3 separate regions of the Mus musculus genome follow, and all the other regions are linked to region 1. Evidence: chromatin contacts called from public Hi-C data. All regions are on one chromosome and are shown on one strand. The core of a region is the stretch at or near the end of the contact, and the rest is flanking DNA. Distances in the headings are between cores, read along the strand shown.

Evidence for each region. Hi-C and Micro-C count contacts between places; a contact is called where the count stands out from the background.
Region 2: a contact with region 1 is called in a Hi-C map of uterus, with 2.9 times the contacts expected there. The contact joins two enhancer-like sites. A contact is called at or near these places in 1 of 15 datasets of contacts at CTCF or cohesin (the NIH/3T3 cell line), 4 of 484 Hi-C or Micro-C datasets (the 3T3-L1 cell line, embryonic fibroblasts and uterus), 2 of 115 datasets of contacts at active chromatin or transcription factors (embryonic fibroblasts and fibro-adipogenic progenitors) and 1 of 9 other capture datasets (embryonic stem cells).
Region 3: a Hi-C map of uterus shows a contact between it and region 1, with 6 times the contacts expected there. The contact joins two enhancer-like sites. A contact is called at or near these places in 1 of 15 datasets of contacts at CTCF or cohesin (pro-B cells), 22 of 484 Hi-C or Micro-C datasets (B cells, the C2C12 cell line, the F1.1 cell line and 14 more), 1 of 115 datasets of contacts at active chromatin or transcription factors (bone marrow-derived dendritic cells) and 1 of 9 other capture datasets (embryonic stem cells).

The regions. Positions count from the first base shown.
Region 1 is chr6:143,614,198-143,618,752 of GRCm38.p6, forward strand. It overlaps 1700060C16Rik (RIKEN cDNA 1700060C16 gene), which reads right to left. Exons shown (of 5, transcript NR_045732.1): 3 at 1,278-1,512. Among named protein-coding and RNA genes, the nearest start is that of 1700060C16Rik, 35 kb to the right of the region's middle. Within about 2 kb of position 2,439, at least 15 of the 459 cell types and tissues checked have an H3K27ac peak or open chromatin away from gene starts, as enhancers often do. A contact at or near this core is called in the NIH/3T3 cell line and uterus, where this site is marked.
Region 2 is chr6:144,073,255-144,077,809 of GRCm38.p6, forward strand. All of the region lies in intron 3 of Sox5 (SRY (sex determining region Y)-box 5), which reads right to left. Among named protein-coding and RNA genes, the nearest start is that of Gm52485, 89 kb to the left of the region's middle. Within about 2 kb of position 1,852, at least 86 of the 459 cell types and tissues checked have an H3K27ac peak or open chromatin away from gene starts, as enhancers often do. A contact at or near this core is called in the NIH/3T3 cell line and uterus, where this site is marked.
Region 3 is chr6:143,313,683-143,318,237 of GRCm38.p6, forward strand. No RefSeq gene overlaps it. Among named protein-coding and RNA genes, the nearest start is that of 4930407I02Rik, 55 kb to the left of the region's middle. Within about 2 kb of position 2,334, at least 6 of the 459 cell types and tissues checked have an H3K27ac peak or open chromatin away from gene starts, as enhancers often do. A contact at or near this core is called in uterus, where this site is marked.

The DNA of each region.
Region 1 (4,555 bases), core at 1,189-3,688:
CCTGTTTTCTGTGTTTGGGTTCTCTGGGCATTGGATGTCAAGGGCGTTTAAGCCCAGCCTGCTCTGCCAGGAGAAAATAACAGGGAAAATCAGGAAGGACCGGTAAGGTCCATGACCTTTACGCAGGGCCGGAGTACAGGCCTGCGCATGGCACCTTCCTCCCTGGGAGTGAGAGGCAGGTCTATTTCTAAAGTCATTTAGTATCTTCTGCTGAAAGGAACCATATGTCACACAATGAAATATATTCCGGGCAAGATGCACATACATCTCACAATAAACATGTATGCAAATCGTGCAAAGATTCGTTTTAGGGACAGGGATGGGCTGATGTTATCCATACCAGTTCTGTTGAATGTGTCCTGGGGCCTCTCCTCTGAAGTCAGATCTAGCTTTAGTGCCTTCCTACTCTGCCCTGACCCTTGGCAATGGCAGTTTTACACGAGAGAATGCTGAGATTTCTGTTTCGTTTTGTTTCTGGTGAAGGGCTTGTTCCTGGTCACTGAAATTTAAGTCTCAATAAATCACAATCTTGCAAAGGATTGGCACATGCCCAGCGGGCCTGGCAGATCTCTGAGTGTCTCTTGGGAGACGTTTTGGGTGGGAATGGCAGCAGGCACAGCTCCCAGGACCCAGAGCTGGGGCCTGCCCTGGTGCCCTAGAGCTGCAAGTGTTTCCCTTTAACGATTTGGAACACAGAGCTGACTCCTAATTGCAGCCCGTGCTGAAATTAGGATGCTTTTGGAAATGCATCTTTGCAAGGGTCCTGCTGCCTAAACGAGTCTCCGTTGCAGGTGACGGGGAAGAAGAGGCGCGTGGGGTCCCAATCATGTTGTGCTGGCTGCAAATCAACATGAAAATTCAGAAATCAGTGCAGCTCAGTGCAGCCCAGGAAATTCCATTCAGGGAGTGGAAGGTTCTGGCTGCGTGGTGCTGTCCCCTTTAATTGTCCCCTGCTCTGTCTGTTGCTTCCTATCACGCATCCTTCTGAAAAGCCATATTGGCACAAATACACATTTAGGATTTGATTACAAAGTTCCCTCCATTTACATGTACAAGACAGAGCCTACTGTGACAGATTAGTGCTCCTAAAGTTTGGGAGGGAGGCTAAACAAAGTGTTACTTTCACAATGATGGAAATCTTCAGGAAGATCTAGTAAATCACAAAGAGCTCCGTGATGCTGCTACCTGTGGGCTGGATGCGTCCTGCAAGCTGACAAGAGGCTGCACTGCCGATTGTCCTACCTTTCCTGCCAGACCACCCCAGCTGTGGTACATACCACAGCATTCTTCAGGCATTCCAAAGAAGAGCAGCCTGAGGCCCGCCTGTGTGAGCCACCTCAACAATCCTGGAAGCTGTTGAAGCTGGGGCAGAGGCCGATCAAGTCAACTGTTGTGCAAGGCCAGGGCTGAGACGGAACTCCAGGACCTCATGAAACAATTCTGGGTGTGGTGGTTGCTGCTCATCAGCATAGCGCATGTGGATCCGTGGGACTTGCAGGAGAGCCTCAGTTCCTGGAAGAGAGACCTTGACTCAAAACTCAAGGAAGATGGTGCCCAAGGAATGACACCCAAAATGCTCCTCTGGCTTCCACATGTACCCTCATATATGCACAACTATATATACCCACAAACACACACACACACACACATGCACACACACATACCTGTTATAAACAGCATATAAAAATACCATTTCTGAGGCGATTCTGCCGTGCCCAACTTAGTACATTCACACACGTATACATTCATACATGCACAGTAACACATGCATGTGCATGCATACGTGCACATAGACTGAGATGATAGCTAACAGCCAAAGCCCTCCCTCACCCACATTGCCTCTTCCCTGCCTTTCCTCTTCCCGTGAATGCCCACTCGGCCCAGATCCCCAGTGCTTCCTCCCACTGGAAGGGCCTCAAGCGGCCTCTGAGCCTCTCCCACCACAGTGGTCTTCTGCTTCTCTTTAACTCCTCTAACAAATGTCTGGGCTGCATCTTGCCATCCGGTCAGACTCAGCTCTCTTTTGTGGAGCGCATCGGTGTTAGCTTGTGCTTACTGAACCCCAGTCTCACATTAAGAGCTTCTGTCTACGGACTTGAGGAGGGAGACCTATCCCTACCCTGAGAAAATCTCCACCTCCACTAAGCTTTAAGGCCCAGGCTTCCATGTGTCTGTTTTCCTTGTTGCTTTTGTGGATAGATGGACAAATTAATTGAGGCTTTTGCTAGTTGTGGAAGTCAAAGGAGGAGACTTTGTACTGCATTTTATGTGAGGGACTGCGGTGAATGAAAGATCTAAACAATGGACATGATACTAGGACATTTTCACTGCATTGGCTGAGGCCCCAAGATGGCGGGGGAGGCCAGCGCTACTCTCTCTGGCACTTTCAGCACCTTCTATAAACAGTGTCATGGAGCATTCTGGGAAAAAGAACATTTCATCCTGGTGTGTCAGCACTGGGTCAGCTGAAGGAAACTCTGTTGTCAGGGTTAGATGACTCTTCCTTTACTGGCCTGTAAGGAGATGAGAGCTGATAACGTGTTGCAGGCTGTCTGTGGTGACTGTGGGAGAGTTTATGTCCTGTTGCTTCGTGTATTTTCTGTAGTGTAGAATTTCCTCCCATGAGCAGTGGCTACATATGATCCATGCATGAAGCAACATTAGGACTCTGGGAATTATTTATCTTGTTATGACTTCATGGGTACACTTAGTCTGCAAATTTGGGGTCATTTCTGCTGGTGGCTAAGTTGTGTGTCACTGACACATGGTGCTGTGTATTAAAAATGCATGGTGGTGAGTTATTCTTGGTGCTGAGTTGTTTACCAGCAACTCGGTTACATAACGCTAGTGCTTGGTGTCGAGTTGTGAGTGTCTAGTACTTGGTACTGAGTATTATATCACTAGTGCTTAGTGTTGAGTTGTATAGACCTAGTGTTGTTCTGAGTTGTATGTTTGTAGTACTTGGTGTTGAGTTGTGTGTCTCTAGTGCTGTGTGTTGAGTTTCCCGTCTCTAGTGCTTGGTGCTGACTTGTGTGTCTCTAGTGCTGTGTGTCTCTAGTGCTTTATGTCGAGTTGTGTGTCTCTAGTGCTTGGTGCTGAGTTGTGTGTTTCTCATGCTAGATATTGGGCATCAGTAAGGCTGGGTGCTGAACCAACAGGAAACAGGTTGAGAGAAGAAGAGGGAATTATTGTCCACACATGAGAGATGTGTCTTCTACTATAAAGTAAATTTGTTACAGAGCACAGATGCAGGCCTAGACCTTGAGCGTTCTGGTGGAGACCTGAGCAGGCTGAGTGGGACAGGTATTAAAATCACAGTCTGCCCCCCCCCTCACCCCATCCCCCAGATGGCTGCCTCACAAAGTAGATTTACTTTCAGTGAACACTGAGCAGGCTTTTCAACCCCTCTCTGCCCCCATGGAGTCCCCTACAAAGTCAGGGAAAGTGACAAAGTACAGATGAAGTCACTCATCTGGGGGGACCTAGTCCTCTTGTCATCCAGAAGACCCAGTCCTCTGGTCATCCGTGGGCTGTGTGTGACTCAGTCCCCCCACCCTGTGCTCAGAAGCCCACTGGGATCGCAGGAGACCGAGACCAAACTGAATCTTTATTTCCATTCACTAGCTGTGATTAAATCACTCATAAAGATGTCTTAGAATGCCAACAAGCTCAGACCACACCACTCAGCCCCTCGTAGCAGTCTTAGGTCATGTTCCTGTGGGGTGCTAAAGAGACAGAGGTCCACAGGACCCTTCCATTTTTATTAAATCTGTATGTCTGAGGGCATTGGGGGGTCTGCAGTGAGGGCAGTGAAGATTTTTTGGAAGTTGTAAATTATGGAACAGAAATGAGAAACTAGATGCTGAGAACCTAACAGAATGTGATTCTCTGCTGATGTGGGTAAGTCAGGAGTTGTGGCTAGTTATGTAAAAAGTCCAATTGTCTTTACTGTTTAGAATATAGCCACATTTAAGGGGAGGATACTGCACACACACACACACACACACACATGCACGCACACGAACACACACATGTAGGTGTCTGTGAGTGTGCATGTGAGTGTGCATATTTGAAGGTTAGATACACACTGCAAACTTCGAATATAACCTAGATTTTAGGAGGGGAGGATCTTAAATCATAAATTAATTTCTATAGAGCTTGAATATCTTTAGAATACATGGCTTTGATTGTTAGCTATTTCAGATGTGGAAGTCTCAGAAGATGGCTTAGTGGGGACAACACTTGTGGCACAAACATAAGGACTTGAGTTTCTCAGGGCTTGGCATTGTGGCCCTCAGCTGTGAACCTGGACTGGGATTGTTTGGGAAAGGGAACAGGCGGCTCCCAGAGGCTTGCTGGCCAGTCGGTGTCAGCAAGACAGTGAGCGTCCAGGGTGGAAAGACCCTGGACGAGTTGCTTTTTGCTGCCGAGGTAAATACCATGGCCCCTCAAACAAGTTATAGACGAAAGTGTTTATGTAGGGTTATAAAGGGAAAGAGTGTAGTGTCTGGGAGGCCCAGCAGGCTGCGAACAGGAAGCTGAGCAGTCGTGTTTT
Region 2 (4,555 bases), core at 602-3,101, 460 kb after region 1:
ACAGCACGCAACACTGAGACACATGGCTCTATTGTAGAAATAACCCAGAGTGCCTGCTGTCATACAATCTATCAATAATACTTCCTATTTGCATAGCTATGTGTTAAAGTCTAGAAGCATTGTGGAAGCTTCTAGCAAAGCTGAGTTATGAATCCATGACATTGTAACAAGAGGTTCCATGCTGGTGTCTATTACAGCTTAACTTGGAGGGTTAGGGGAGGTTTGGAGAAATGAGAAGGTGATTTTTGTGGACCTGTGTCAGCAGGTTGGACTGAGAGTCGGGAATAGAGGCTACTCCATTGCTTGTCTGTCATTTGCATCTGGGATTCCTGTAGCCGGGACAAGAGGCAGGACAAGCACTCGGGTAAAACGATGTTAGAGAAAAGGATAGAAAAACAGTAAGGACATAAAGAGCTGGAGTTAGAAGAAGGCATAAAAGGCAGCCATAATAAAACCCAGAAATACAGAAGAGACAGAATTGAAATAAAATGCCATGATCCACGCCACCATATGGCACTTCTAACTGAGGGTCCACCATGCTTTCTGGGGATTTATACCACCAAGATCTAGTGCCTAAGCTGCTTCTGGTTATATCAAGTGAATCAGGTGACACTAAGTTAGCTCTAGGTGTGACAAGAGCTTGGTGGCACACAAGCCTGAGTGGGAACTGTCTTCCGGGTCCTCATTAATGGAAGGAACATTGGAGTTGATTCAGCGAACCGCATTCTCATAATAGCTGTTTTCACGAATTTTTTCTTTTTAAACTCCTCAATGCAGACTAATGATACCATGCTAGAACACTGTTTAATAGAAGCGATTGTGTCTCTGCCTAAGAATGGGGCATGATGAAATCCTGCCTCTGTCCACAGAGGAAGCTGAGGAACGCTTCAGTACGCCTAGAGCTCTGGTAACCAGATATGAATATTCTATTTTCTGCTGAGCTTTTGCCAAGACTGGCACAGCAGATCTTGATTCGCATTGACAAGAACTTAGAAAGTGTAGATTATATGTTTCAGATCAGCTTAAGCAAATAATTCTACATTATGAGTCAAAACAATTTAATAAGTATTAATTGGATTAAAACTGTGGCAGGTACTACTCAATCGGAATAGAGGAAGAAACTATGTTTAAAGCGTAACACTATATTAAATATTGGTGGTGTGTTACAGCTAAAGAAGCCTATAAATATAAAAAAGTCTAGAAATATTATATATATATATATATATATATGCGTGTATATGTATAATTATTTATAAACTATATATAAAGTCGATCTGTGGCTCTTTTATTCACATGGAAACAATACCACATTCAAGTGAAAAAGAGTCTCCCCCAACCTTCAATAGAAGCCACAAATCTATACTACGCACTGGCAGAAACAATAAAGCAACTCAGGCAAGAAATCCAGGTTTCAGGTAAGGCAGTTAATGTATTTAACAGAGGAGGAGAGGAGAAGGAGGGGAGACAGGGAACAGGCAGATGCGAAGGGGAAGCAGGGAGAGAGGACTCAGATTTAATATTTGAAGAGTAAGCAAAGACACTTACTTCCTGCAATCTTGAAGGAGCACGTGGGGCTCCCCACTACTCCATCTAGAACTGGCCTTCACGGGGACAGAATGGAAACTATCCTTTCTAGTCAATGACACTCGAAGGAAGGGCCCCATCCCCCTTGGGTTTTAGTCTGTCGATTTCCAGCCTGCTCTTAAAGGAGAACTCGGTATTTCTTAAATTAAAACATCATGGGCATAGATCAGGAGCAATGACTCATGGGTTAAACACCAATGTGAGACGGTTTGAAGCTGTTCCTTGGCCACATGCTATCAATCAGGAGCTGCCCAGAATATATGAGTGAGTCACTACGAGTCTCACTACTACCGGGAAAGCTTCCAGCTAGCACACGTGAGCCATGGGCTCGCTTTCCCTAGCATTTATCTGGAAGGGATGTGGCAGATGTATTTCAAACAGACTTCTTAAGTCTTAACTTCAAAAATATATTTTTCTAACTGTAGGCAAGTTTTATGTCTGTGGCACATGTGACAGTCAGCTCGTCTCTAAGGTTGGCTTTACAGTGGGTGCTAATATTTGACTTCAGTCTTTCAGGAGGCTTTATCTTCTTTTATTACACATAATGTATTCTTAAAGCTTGCCCTATTTTATCAATAGCAATTACTGTCAATCTCTCTGTGTTCCTATTTCATAAGCTTTATCATAACTGTGTAGAAAAACGAAAACAGATAGTATCCATATGGATCAGCTCTGAGTGTGCTTTCAGGAACCCGCTTGGGCTTGGAACCGATCCCTTACAGACAAGAAGGACTCATATAGTTTAGCGTTTCTGACTAACCTGTCTCAAATACTGAGTTTCGAGGCAGAAGCAGCTTTTAAATGCTCACGTGTAAACCAGCCCATTTCTTAGCAGCACTTGGGAAAATATTAACTCAGTCCCCAGCCACTCGTCTTCTAATGTGCTAAGGTAACAAGCGTCTCTTCCACTCCTGGAAGGCGAGCAAACAGCTTTTAAGAGACCTAGAAGCCACGAGCACCTTTACCAATATGCCCAGTTTCATTCTGAGGTCTACAAGGAGCATACACAGGGAGGTGGTAGAAGCAGAAGCCCAATTTTGCCGTCTGGATGCAGGTAACTGAATCCAGTCTGGTTTTGGATGCCAGGGTGCGTGTGTAAGGATGAGAATAGGTACTCAACCCAAACAAGGAAATCGGAAGCTGGCCATAGGATTAAAGGACACCCAAACCAGGCCACAGCAAACCACACTTCCCCTTGATGAAGCTCATCTCAAGGAGTTGTTCTTGGCGGTATCTGTCACAGGATGCTTCCGCTAAGTATTCTGAAGAGAGCGAAGGGCAAAGCAAACCAATAACTCCTTTACATCTGTGCCTAAAGAGCATCAGCACAGACAACGTGCACCTAGCAATCTGGGCTCTGTGCGAAGATCGCTACAGTAATAACGGGAAAATGGCAAAGCGAACGTGGGAGCTGCAGCAGTCGCTGCCGTTTCCTCCTTTATGCGTTCTCCTTAATTGCCAGAAGATATTATTTTTCACCACTTAAATAATTTTCCCCGTGTTTATGTGAATTTTATTGTGTCACAATCACTTCTTAAGTGTCATGATTTTGCAAAATACACATTAGCATATATTACAATACTGGGAGATTTTGAGAAAGGCATTGTTAGAAGAAAATATCCCAACACCAAGCACATCGTGCATTGAGGCGGTAACTCATCAGGAATTTTATGAAACTCAACTGTAGGTTTTTGCTTTAAATATCTTTCCTGGCTCTTCTTATAGTTCGTAGGCAGCCGTAGCTCATCTCAGATTCAGTCTTGTCACAAACATATGTACCCTTCTCTGAGCTATTCTCTTTATAACCCTACATTTACCACAGGAGGGACTTAGCTCTCAACTCTCCCCATTATCATGACTATGTCAATTGATCCTGAATCCTTCTACTGGTGGCATCCAGATGTGTGTTCCCAAGTTTTTTAAGTATCTCTGGTCATTTTCTAGTCATAAATCAACAGATCCGATCTTCAGATCTCCAATCGACCTACCAGTAACCCAGATATACTAACAACACAGAGGCACAAGTACTTATCACCAAGGGTGGGGGATTAGACCCACACAAGCCAGAGACCCTTAATGGGGCCCAACTATGTGTATGGAGTGATGAATTGTATGCATCAGTTCTGTGCTTTCCAACACAGCCTGTTCAAGTAAGCATGCTTGAAATAGCACTTGTTTTTGCTGGAGAGAGAGCCATACGTTTCAGAGCACTCTGCCTGCAGTAAGAGCGATTCTGAACACTTTTACCACCACTATGCATGGTGTGAAGTTCAGGGTCGCCTGTTTACCTACAACTTGGCTCTTTGAGTGCATGTTGAATAATAAAGTTTGGACCAATCTTGTTACAGATTCAGCCTATTAAAAACTACAACAGCAAGCCTATCAGGTCTTGTGAATTGTGGCCACAACTTAGAATTCTTTATATATGTACGGAACCTAGAGTCAGGAACTAACTTCTAAACGGTGACTGAGGTGGCACCTTGTATTTAGTGGATATTAGTATATTATCAGAGACAATAACGCTCCCAGAAAGGACGAATGGCAAACCCAAAAAGTAGTACCTTTTTCTAATAAGATTCTTGTCAAAGGGGAGAGAGGGTTGTCAGAGAAAATTAACAGATGACAGAGTAAAACTATCAGGATAAAATGGTCTTATACTTATTCCCTAATCAGATAAATTTAAAATGTATGTCTAACTTTGGATCTGTGTGTGGAACAATATTAAAGTATCTGTTCTAGGAACACAGACATAGATTCATGTACTGTCTAGTGAAAAATCTTAGTGAATTCAAACTATCACTCACAAAACAGAGTGTGCCAGTGTGTTGCAAGGAAGGTAATCAGAACTGGTTTTTGGAAGAGAACAAGAACTTTTTGTCTTTTTCGTGTCAGTAGCAGTCTCTGTCACATATGATCCTTAGGTGAGCGATTCTCTTTATAACCCACATGAGGGACTTAACTCCCCTACGCT
Region 3 (4,555 bases), core at 1,084-3,583, 300 kb before region 1:
CACTCACGGTCATGAACCCAGAGACTCAATATTTTTATCTTCAAAATTTAAAAACAAATACAAAAATTTTGTTTGTATATACTCCCTGGTCCCAGTCTTTCTAAAGGCTTCCAGAAACAGAACAGAACTTATCTGTCACCTGCCTCTGTGACTATAAAATGTACAATTGTTCTTTTGTGTCCCACAAGAGACTTTTTTTCAAGTAGGACCTAATATGCCTTTCCAAATTTCTATAGATAGTATTTCCCTTATGGTTTGTGTTCTAGTTAATAATTGATGTGTTTCCTAGAATGGATTACCCACTTATACAATATAACTTTTTTAGGATTTTTTATTTTTATTTATTTGCATGTGTGTGTCACTGTTTGTATGAACACATGTGTCACTGGAGCTAGTAGAGTCAAATCGCTGAATCTGGAGTTACAGGCACTGTGAGCTGCTTGATTCAGGTCTCAGAACAAAGCCATGGACCTGGTCCTCTGCAAGAACAGCAGGCTCTCTTACCTGCTGAGCCCCATCTTAGCCCCCACGTGCTGCTGAGCCCTGTCTTAGTCCCCACATGCTGATATTGTTCACTTTCTCTAAAGTAGTTTCTCTCTCTACTTGTTAATACAATAATGCTTGGTGTGTTACACATGAATGTCTGTTCATCCCAGATAGCTTCTCATGATAGACCAAAGTATGATTTCATCTAAGTCTAATGTGGTGGGCTTTTTGAGAGACTGAGGCTGGTTGAGGGGTTACATGCAGGAGCACAGATAACTCCCAAACTACAGCATCTTCATCAAAATGTCCCACTCAAACATGTATGGTGTCCTGTGGGTGTTGCTTCATGGAGTCACACTTTCAATTAATCTCCCACTTCTTATATACTCAGGTATCTCCTAAGGTCACTCCAGCTGGAGGAAGGAGATCTCAGGTAAAGGTCTTTTGTCCCTGCCTTTCCCCATGGTCTAGAAGTGTCAATAGCCCTATTACCACCATCATACACCTACCTGGCCCTGCATTGGTCTGCTTTAGTTGCCATGGCTACAAAGTCTCAGTCCCAGATGGAATCTTGTTAAGACTGGAGGAAAAGTACCGTAGAACAACATCCCCTGCTCTTCTTAATCATCAGTGATTCATCAAATCTCAGGAAATGTAGTTGGTCTGTGTAGCTATCAGTGGGATACATTATTACTATTATTGAGCATATGACATAGTCTTAGACTAATTGGCTTTTGTTGGGGGTGTCTGTTTTCAATCAGGGAATGAATATCTTGAGTGGTACTATCAACTCCTAACAATTGAAGGTGAAATTTTAAGCTCATATAAGTAAGATTTAAAGAGATATAAAGAGAAATTTAAGTATCACGTATTAAATTTTGGAAACTGGTGGTTTCCAAAAATGTATGCAAATGCAAAGTTTATAAAATAAGTTACACGTTTCATATCTAGAGCCTCGCCTTTAAGATGAGGAATGTTTTTGAAAAGCTCTGGTCTGGGCATACGGATGCTGGTGTTGGTATATTTACCTATATGCTGTGGGTTGAGAAGACGGTAGACCCCTGGGCATTATGGGTCTATAGAAGCGCTCTGAAGGAATAGATTGGTCCTCTGGGATGCACTGTGTTTAGAATAGCTGCTTCCTTCACCTGTGGCCCTGGAAGCTCACTTTGGGAAAAACTAGTAGAGAGGCAAACAGAAGGAAACAGGGTTGCAATAGGATTCTTGGCTTGGCACAGCACACCATGAGCAGGCCTGGGTCTTGAGTCCCCAGACCTCTCAGATATTTTCCTTTACTTCATAGTTTGTGTGCATATGACTGTCACTCCTGCTCTGGTGAGCCCCTGGGAAAGGCTCAACAAATTGTCCAAGGGACAGGTCTTTGCTACAGGGTTCTTAGAAACTCTCTCAGTTGGCTTTGTAGTTACTTAGAATTTTTAAAAGTTAAGAAAAATTTTTAAAATGTTTTATGCATTTATATATTCTACACTGAACTTGTTTCTCCTTATTAAGTCCCTCTCCCATGGGTGATCTTAAGGTGACCAAAGGGTTGAGAATAAGAACAAGACTTCAGAGAAATTTTCATTATTCTTACCATTCTCTGATACACTGATCCTTGGGAAAAATACAGATCATTCTGAAGGAACTCCATCTTCACAACATTTATCATAACATAATAAACAGAATTTGAGACAGGGATGGGGGCTTGGAAGGTTTCCACCAAGGCCATTGCGTACGGAACCTCTTGTTCTGGTCTAAGTGTCTTGATTTCCTCTTCCTATCTCTTTCCCTCCTTGGAGGTATTCCAGTGGATTGCACAAGCCATCTTTTACAAGCCAGGAGGATCTTAAACTGGACCACGTGAGGAACAAGGCACAAAGCAAGTCTCCCGTCTCACCAGAGGAAGGAAGACATAAACAGAGTCCAGCATTTGTTTGTATGCTGGCCGGCCGCTCACTTCCCGCCTCTGTGATGTTCTTGTGAGCATCCTGGAGGTCTTTCCATTGTTGATGTTTGGTCGTTTCATCAGCTATGGTCCTCCGTGTCTGTGCCTGAGACTATCTCAAAGCATCAACATGCAGTTCCTGTGTAGCTATTAAAACCCGGCTGATAAAATATCAAAAGAATTACCCAGAGCGTTTGATTGGCTCCCTGCTCCTGACTGTTTCCCAAGTAATAGTTTATGATTTTTATTCTGAAATTCAAAGATAAAAGTCTTGGTGACAGATTGGAGGAGGAACTGAAGAGCCTGAAGTACAAATCATTGATTAATCACGTTCATTTATAAGCCTCCAGGCTTCTTTTGGCCTGCTAAAAACTTATTAACTTAAAATTATTTAGTATAAAAATTCCTACAAGATGTGATTTTATGTTTTTCTGACCGAAACTAAACTCAGCAAGAATTTTACTTAACACACAGTGAGAAGACAGCACCTGATGTGATCAAGTAAAAATCCTTTATTTTTAGATTTAAAATTGTCAGTCAGAAGACAGATTCCTTTGAGCTTGCCACGTGTTTTTCTCCCTAGTCCTTGGAGGACACAGAATACCCCGTGTCAACGAAAACCCAAGTCTTTATGTAGTAGATACGTACTATGACTATTTAGCAAGTGTTTATGTTTGTTATCAGAAAATGTGGATTTGTCCAGGAAACACTTAAAATGCACTGATGGTCGAGGGGACGTGGGTGAGCTAAGAGGATGACATTAAAGATTTTATGTATGTGCCTGAGTTCGTGTCACCCAGTGTGTGTAGTGCCTACGGAAGCCAGAAGAGGGTGTCAGGTTTTTCTTTGTGTGTGTGTGTGTGCATGTTTGTGTGTGCACAGTGGTGTATATGCTTGGAGCTGGGGTTAGAGCATTGTGAGCCACCTTATGTGGGTGCTGGGAACTCGGGTCCTCTGCAAGAGCAGTATGAGCTCTTAAATACTTAGTATACTTTGCTTCTCTCTCTCTCCTCCACTGCCCGCCCCAATCCCCATCCCCTTACTGGTCCCTTTCCTCCCTCCAAGCGGTGTCCTTTCTGCTCTCATCTCACAGGTATTACACTCTCTAATTCCCTTTTCCCCTTCATACTCTCTTACTTTCATATTCTAAATGTATGTGCACACACACTCATGCACACTCACATGCATACACATATATACACATTCATGTGTACACTGTGGACACAAACATGTACACACATGTACACACATGTACACACACACACACCACACAACATTGACTCTAGATTCTGGATTTGAGAGGATGCATGGGACACGTGGTTTTTTGCTTTTTGTTTTTTGTTTTTTTTGTCTGTCTAGATCTCCAGATCCTCCCTCTGCCTCTCCCCTGTCCTTTTTTTTTTTTTTTGGCACTGACTCCTTATCATGGTTTTCTGTTTACTTTCTGGGTTATGGGATGAAACTCCAGTCTTTAATTCTGGGGTGTCCTTACATTTGTCTGTTTCTCTCATTAGGTAGTCACAATTTTGTCTGATTACTTACTCTAGGAGGCACCTGCCCTATCTCCATGGCTACAGTCTCGTCTTTTTTCATAGCTGTACCCATCCTTCTGGGCCTGAAGGCGTCCTGGATGTGATGGCTTCCTGTGGTTTCAACCCTGATGACCTCTTGTCCCTCTGTAGAATCACATCCCACATCTCTGACCTCTGACGTTATCACTGTCATATCTGAAGAGCTGATGATCTTTGAGGTACTGTCTAAATGTCATGTGCCACAATTATATTTGCATCCTAAAATAGTAGGCGAGAGAGGGCTTTGGTCCACTGTTGTAACTAGAACCAGACCCTGTATTAAGCAGGAAGATGCTGCCACCGTAGTTCTCTTGATTGCACAGACTGTGATAGGACTAGGATTTGGCTTCCTACTTAGATGATGCTTTCATTCCAGACATGTAGGTCTCTTTGGCTTGTTTTCCTTTCGACACCTCCTTTCCTTTCCTTTCCTTTCCTTTCCTTTCCTTTCCTTTCCTTTCCTTTCCTTTCCTTTCCTTTCCTTTCCTTTCCTTTCCTTTCCTTTCCTCCCTCCTCCGCTCCCTCCCCCTCCCCCCTCCCTCCCTCCCTCCCT